Regions from separate parts of the Mus musculus genome. Here region 1 is linked to region 2. Evidence: chromatin contacts called from public HiChIP or PLAC-seq data. All regions are on one chromosome and are shown on one strand. The core of a region is the stretch at or near the end of the contact, and the rest is flanking DNA. Distances in the headings are between cores, read along the strand shown. Region 1 overlaps Gm5089 (predicted gene 5089). Region 2 overlaps Clybl (citrate lyase beta like).

Region 1 (2,844 bases), core at 330-2,829, 160 kb after region 2:
GTATTTAAGTTTTCAATTATTTAAATCACAGCACTTAAGGGCTAAATAAGGGTTTCTGAGATTATCTGTGCCAATAGGATATATATATACACACACATATATATGTATATATATATACACACACACCTTGGCTGCATGTTAAAGTTGTCTGTTGGATGGGATATGATAGCACACTTCTATAGTTCCAGCACTTGGGAAGCTGAGGCAGGAGAATCATCATTAGTTCAAGGTAATATATCTGAGAAAACCAAGGAGAAAAGAGAGAATTGTTCCCCAAGCACTCACGTGTGGGGGAGGGGCACACGATTTTAATTCCAGCACTTAGGAGGCAGAGGCAAGAGGACCTCTGTGAGTTCAAGGACAGACTGATCTATAGAGTGAGTTCCAGGACAGTCAGCCAAGGACTACATAGAGAGATCCTGTCTTGAAGAAAAAAATGGGGGTGGGGGAAGGGAGCTTGTCCAACATTGCTGGGCAGGCACCTGAAGTCTCAGCTGCACAGGACACTGGGGCAGGAAGGCTCCTTGAGCCCAGGAGTTCCAGGCTGACTAGGGCAATATTACATGACCCAGTAGTAGTAATTTTGTTTTGTTTTTAATTCTGCTGGGTTTTTTTTAAACATATATTGATCTCTGGGTCTCATTATAGTTTCATGAAATAAACTATAGTTTATTATCTATAGTTTAAAGAGATAAATAACCCAGCCAAACCATAGAGCCTTCAAAGATAGAATGTAGCTTCTGCATTAAAAGCAACAAGGGGCTAGACAGATGGCTCAGCGGTTAAGAGTGCCGACTGCTCTTCTGAAGGTCATGAGTTCAAATCCCAGCAACCACATGATGGCTCACATCCATCTGTAATGAGATCTGATGCCCTATTCTGGGGTGTCTGAAGACAGCTACAGTGTACTTACATATAATAAATAAGCAACAAGATGGCAGGCGTGGTGGCGCACGCCTTTAATCCCAGCACTCAGGAGGCAGAGGCAGGTGGATTTCTGAGTTCGAGGCCAGCCTGGTCTACAAAGTGAGTTCCAGGACAGCCAGAGCTACACAGAGAAACCCTGTCTCGAAAAACAAAACAAACAAAGAAAGAAAAAAGAAGCAACAAGACTTGAATGTCACCCTTTCCATAATCAAGTTTGGGGCCACAGGAGCTGGTCTCAGCAGTTTGAAGCTCCTCTCACTGACCTGAGCTTTGGTTTCATGCACATTCATTTTCACATGCTTTCCTGTCTCTTGACACACATGTGTACCAGTTAGGTACACTGGTATTGAATTTCCCAGAAAAGAAAGTGTGGCTCCTTTGATGGCGTGGCCGTGCTTCAGGACTAATATTCTGTATATTTAGTTGTCTTATATACCTAAACAATACACATAAAATGCCATATTTGTCGATTGCCTCAGCTGAAACCACGGGACTGCTAGGACTGACTGCTAAAACCCTGCGGGGAGAAGGCTCAGCTGTCGGATTGGATGGTCTCAGGACATTGGGCCTTCCATAGTATCTGAAGTTGCTGCACCCAGCAGGCTTGGGCTGTCTTCCTCTGACCACCTTCTCCCAGCCTTGCTTACACGAGAGGGTGAGGGGCTCTTCAGTGCTTTAGTCAAACTGACTGAAGGCCCAGGACCTCTAGAAAAGATGCAGGAATCTTTGACTGCAATTATTTGCCTCAGGCCAAAAGACCTCTTTGGTCTCTCCTTTCCCAGCTTAATGAGGCTGGGAGCTTCGAATGCTTTTTTCCAGCATACTTTCACTCCTTCAGCAACTTTGGAGGTTCTGTTTTGTACCTGAAGTAAGACCTGCTGTTAACCTGGGGCAGGTGTTTTTTTGCAAGAGACCAGGACGTCTGTCTGAGCGGTAATTCTGTTGGCTGTGAAAGCTGGTATTCACTTCAGGCTTTTCTTATGTTAATCTTCCTCTTCTTCTTCCTGCTACTCCTTATTGTCTTTTAAAACAAACATGCAAATTAGCCAAGAACCTAGCTCCTTCATAAAGGGGGTGGGGGTGGTGCTGAAGAGGCTAGGGAACAAAAGGAAGGGATTTAATGTATCTAAGAATGTGGCTATTCAACTGAAAAGGTTTGTAAAAGGTCAGAAATGCCAAATGGTAAGGAGAAATGTTGGAAGTCCTTGTCACATGTGCTGGGCCTCGGTTTCACTCTCACACAGGACAATGGCAACCTCATAAGCTGGGCTGAGTATCACAAAGTACCTTAAAGTGGCAAGAAAGTGGGATCCAGTCCCTGTGGATTTTTAGAGCAGTTCAGATCCTCAATAGTGACCGAGAGGGGCTGAAGAGGTTGTTCAGTTGTTAAGAGCACTGATTCCTCCTCCAGAGGTCCTGAGTTCAATTCCCAGCAACCACATGGTGCCTTACAACCACCTGTAATGGGAGCCAATGCTCTCTTCTGGTCTGTCTGAAGACAGCTATAGTGTACTCATGCACATTAATTAAATAATTCTTTTTTAAAAAGAGTAATAGAGAATTAGAAAAGAAAGTCCTGGGGACATTGGAGTCAGTACCTTGGTAGTAGAAAGTGACAGAAACTCGTAGCTGTTGAAGGTGGCTCAGGTAGACTTTGTGTGTTCGAGGCCACCCTGGTCTACATAGTGAATTTCAGGAAGCTGGAGCTAAGTAGTGAGACCCTGTCCCCAAAAATCCAAAGCCAAAACAAAAACAAAGAAATCCAAGAAACAAAAAAAGAATAGAAAAGGAATTCTGAAAGGTCCCTGCTCTGCCTCTCCCAAGAACTCCATCTAGGGCTCTGTCTGTGACTTGTTATTTGTGGGGTCATTTCCACTTCCAGGCCAAGGGTACACTGTCCTCATGCCCAAACGCCTG
Region 2 (2,865 bases), core at 128-2,627:
TTTAGATTCTTCTTCTTCTTCTTCTTTTTTTTTTCCTCCCAGTATACAAACTTGGCGTCGCTTTAAGAAAAGCAAGTGAACCGGGAAAGATACAGTATTGGCTGAAGAGGGAGGGAGGACGCCCACCCTGCCTCAGCCAGGCCTGTGAGGTGGTACAAGCCACCCTTCCGCTCTTTCTTCGGATGGAAAGTTTACAGTTTGTAGAGTCGGGAAGGGAAAGGACATGGAAGGGTGACGTCACATTCTTCTGGATCCTTCAGCAAGTGACACTTTGGAAGATGAACTGCTTTTCCAAAGTTGCTCAGTACTGTCATTTACCCCGGCACAAGCACAGGTCCCTTGGGGCCTCAGGCCCAAGTGAGACCTGCCATTTCTAGGTCTGCTCACTCAGCCTTTCAGGGGCTCCCCATAAAGTCAACTTCTGCTGACCATTCAGGAAACACGGTGTGGCTGAAATGTGGCGTTCCAGAAAGGATGCTGGGTGCTGGACCCAAGTTCACTGAGGCTCTCCCACCACGTGGTCATCTCTCAAAGCGTCTTTTGACACCTTAAAGTCTCAATCTCCTGAAACATGGACCTAGATAATTCTAAGTTTGGACTTAGATTCAAACATACTAAAACTGAACCAAGCTGATTCCTGCCCTCCCTCCAGTTAGTTTCAAGTTGGGGGTAGGGGTGGGGGTGGGAGACAAGTCAGGTGACCATGGGTACACTGCTTGCAGGACAGTTTGGATTATTTCCTGGAGATTATTAACAGGTTGTCCCAAAGGAATTAATCCAGCTCAGACTTCTAATGTTATCAGCAGAAAAACAAAAATTATCTGGCTCAGACACGCTTAGGGGGAGACAAAGTCAAAAACCAAGTGGAAGATAAAAACCTCATCTGCTCTTTAATTCCATGATTCACAGCAAGGCATGGCTTAAATCCCCACCGCCCAACAGGATCAGCAAAGCAGAATGAGATTTTTAAAGATTGCTTCCACGATTGCAACTTTGGAGTAACTTGAAGGTAGGACCTGGCTCCATGTCCACAGTTGAGATTTCTCTGCATCACAGAGCAAACTTCCAAAAGTAATCTTAGCCTTCCCAGCTTGGCTTTTTAAAGGTGAGTTTGAACAACTACCAGCTTGCCTCTGGTAACGGTAGTGAAAACCTTGACTATTGCAACAAAGTCTGAGATTTTGTTTAACAGCAAAATGTAAAGAACAAGGTTGAAATGGCCCAGGAGGCGGAGGGTGATTAACGTGCATTCTTTTTAGACTGTTTTATTAATTAGCTATCCGGAGTAGTAAATTGCATTCCATTTGAAAGCTCTGTGGAGGAATTTGCATGTGGCCTAAATACTGTCTACATTGTTGTGTAAAGTAGCATTTTATCTCCCCCGGTTTGTCCCCTGCCTCCTCCTCCAACCATAGTGAAAAGTCTTACCTACATCTCTTAAGCAGTAGAAGCTTGCCTGCATTTTGGCCCTTTGACCAAAATCCTTTTTTATTAAATCCACGGCTGCTCCTAGGCAAGCTCCTTGGTGCTCTGACTGCCTGGGCTAACAAGAGTTCTCTTTGCTGTTTATTTACAGGGGTTGTTTTCAGCTTCTGGCTTTAAAAAGTTTTAAGTTTTCTTTCTTTCAAATCTTCCCCTGTTCCTGTGAGTTTACCTTTTCCTCGGCGAGCATGGGACTTGGGAAAGTGTTGGAAGCTTCATCCTAATTACCACAGTGACTATCTAACCGCCACTCAGCGGACTCAATATTCTAGATGCCAATGATTTGAGTGTGTTCCAGAACAGCCTACCTAGCCTTCCTGGATATTTAGACAGAAGCCCTGCCATTTAATTTGGATTTTCTAGTGCAACTCGTTTTGAAAGAATTCATATCAAACTTGCATAGGAAAATCTTCTATTTAATGAGATGGGGGCCTTTTCAATCCCTGCTTTACAATTCAACGCAGGGTTCCTCCATTTTAAAAAATCATTAATCACATACTTCTGACATTTTTCCCTTTCAGTTTCTGCCCGGAGAAAAGTTATTTGAATAACAGACAAACAAATAAAAAACCCATCCCGGGCAAGTCGCTGTCAACCTCCTCCTGGAACAAAAGCTGGCTCTATAGTGTTTTGTTTGGTTAGAGGCGGGCAGGGTGGTGGAGACACTGTGCTGAAAGGCGTGGGTTAATAAGCACTTTCAGAGCTACTATCTCTCCTGATTAACTCTCTGATCACTTGCTTTGAGTGGCTGACCTGCTCTCTGATGGCCCCTCCAGAATTCCAACATGGCAGCCTCCCCTAAAGACTCCTTCTCTAGACATGTTGCTGAGAGACAGCCAGGGATGCTTGTGAGCACTTGAGTTTAAAGGCATTGTATCTTGTTCTTGTGATCTAAGGGATGGTGATTTTTTTTTAAGATTTATTTATTTATTTCATGTATGTGAGTACACTGTCGCTGTCTTCAGACATACCAGAAGAGGGCATTGGATCCCCGTTACAGATGGTTGTGAGCTACCATGTGGTTGCTAGGAATTGAACTCTGCACCTCTGGAAGAGCAGTCAGTGCTCTTAACCTCTGAGCCATCTCTTCAGCCCTGTATTTATTTTTTTAAGACAGGGTCTCACTGTGTAACCTTGGCTGTCCTGGAAATCACTGCAGACCAACATGGCCCTAACTTACACATCTACCGGCTTCTGCTTCTCAGCTGCTAGGACTAAAGGTAGTATGCCCTAGTTGATTCTTGATGAATATTTTGATTATTCTAGAGTTGTAAGTAAGCTGTATAGACTAATTTTCAGGCACAAACTTTTAGTTCAAACTGACCCTTCTATAGAAATTGTAATTGTTTTGTGGAAGGTCCAGTCAGAGTGGTTCTCCCATTC

What was found. HiChIP or PLAC-seq counts read pairs in DNA pulled down with a chosen protein or histone mark.
Region 1: a contact with region 2 is called in an H3K27ac HiChIP or PLAC-seq map of embryonic stem cells, with 35 read pairs. The contact joins two enhancer-like sites. A contact is called at or near these places in 1 of 15 datasets of contacts at CTCF or cohesin (embryonic stem cells), 15 of 484 Hi-C or Micro-C datasets (differentiating embryonic stem cells, embryonic stem cells and stem cell-derived epiblast-like cells), 19 of 115 datasets of contacts at active chromatin or transcription factors (embryonic hindbrain, embryonic midbrain, embryonic stem cells and 3 more) and 1 of 9 other capture datasets (pancreatic islet).

Annotation. Positions count from the first base shown.
Region 1 is chr14:122,414,587-122,417,430 of GRCm38.p6, forward strand. The region is part of intron 1 of Gm5089 (predicted gene 5089); the gene reads right to left. Among named protein-coding and RNA genes, the nearest start is that of Gm25464, 28 kb to the left of the region's middle. Within about 2 kb of position 1,580, at least 21 of the 459 cell types and tissues checked have an H3K27ac peak or open chromatin away from gene starts, as enhancers often do. A contact at or near this core is called in embryonic stem cells, epiblast stem cells and stem cell-derived epiblast-like cells, where this site is marked.
Region 2 is chr14:122,257,149-122,260,013 of GRCm38.p6, forward strand. The region is part of intron 1 of Clybl (citrate lyase beta like); the gene reads left to right. Among named protein-coding and RNA genes, the nearest start is that of 1700108J01Rik, 25 kb to the left of the region's middle. Within about 2 kb of position 1,378, at least 11 of the 459 cell types and tissues checked have an H3K27ac peak or open chromatin away from gene starts, as enhancers often do. A contact at or near this core is called in embryonic stem cells, epiblast stem cells and stem cell-derived epiblast-like cells, where this site is marked.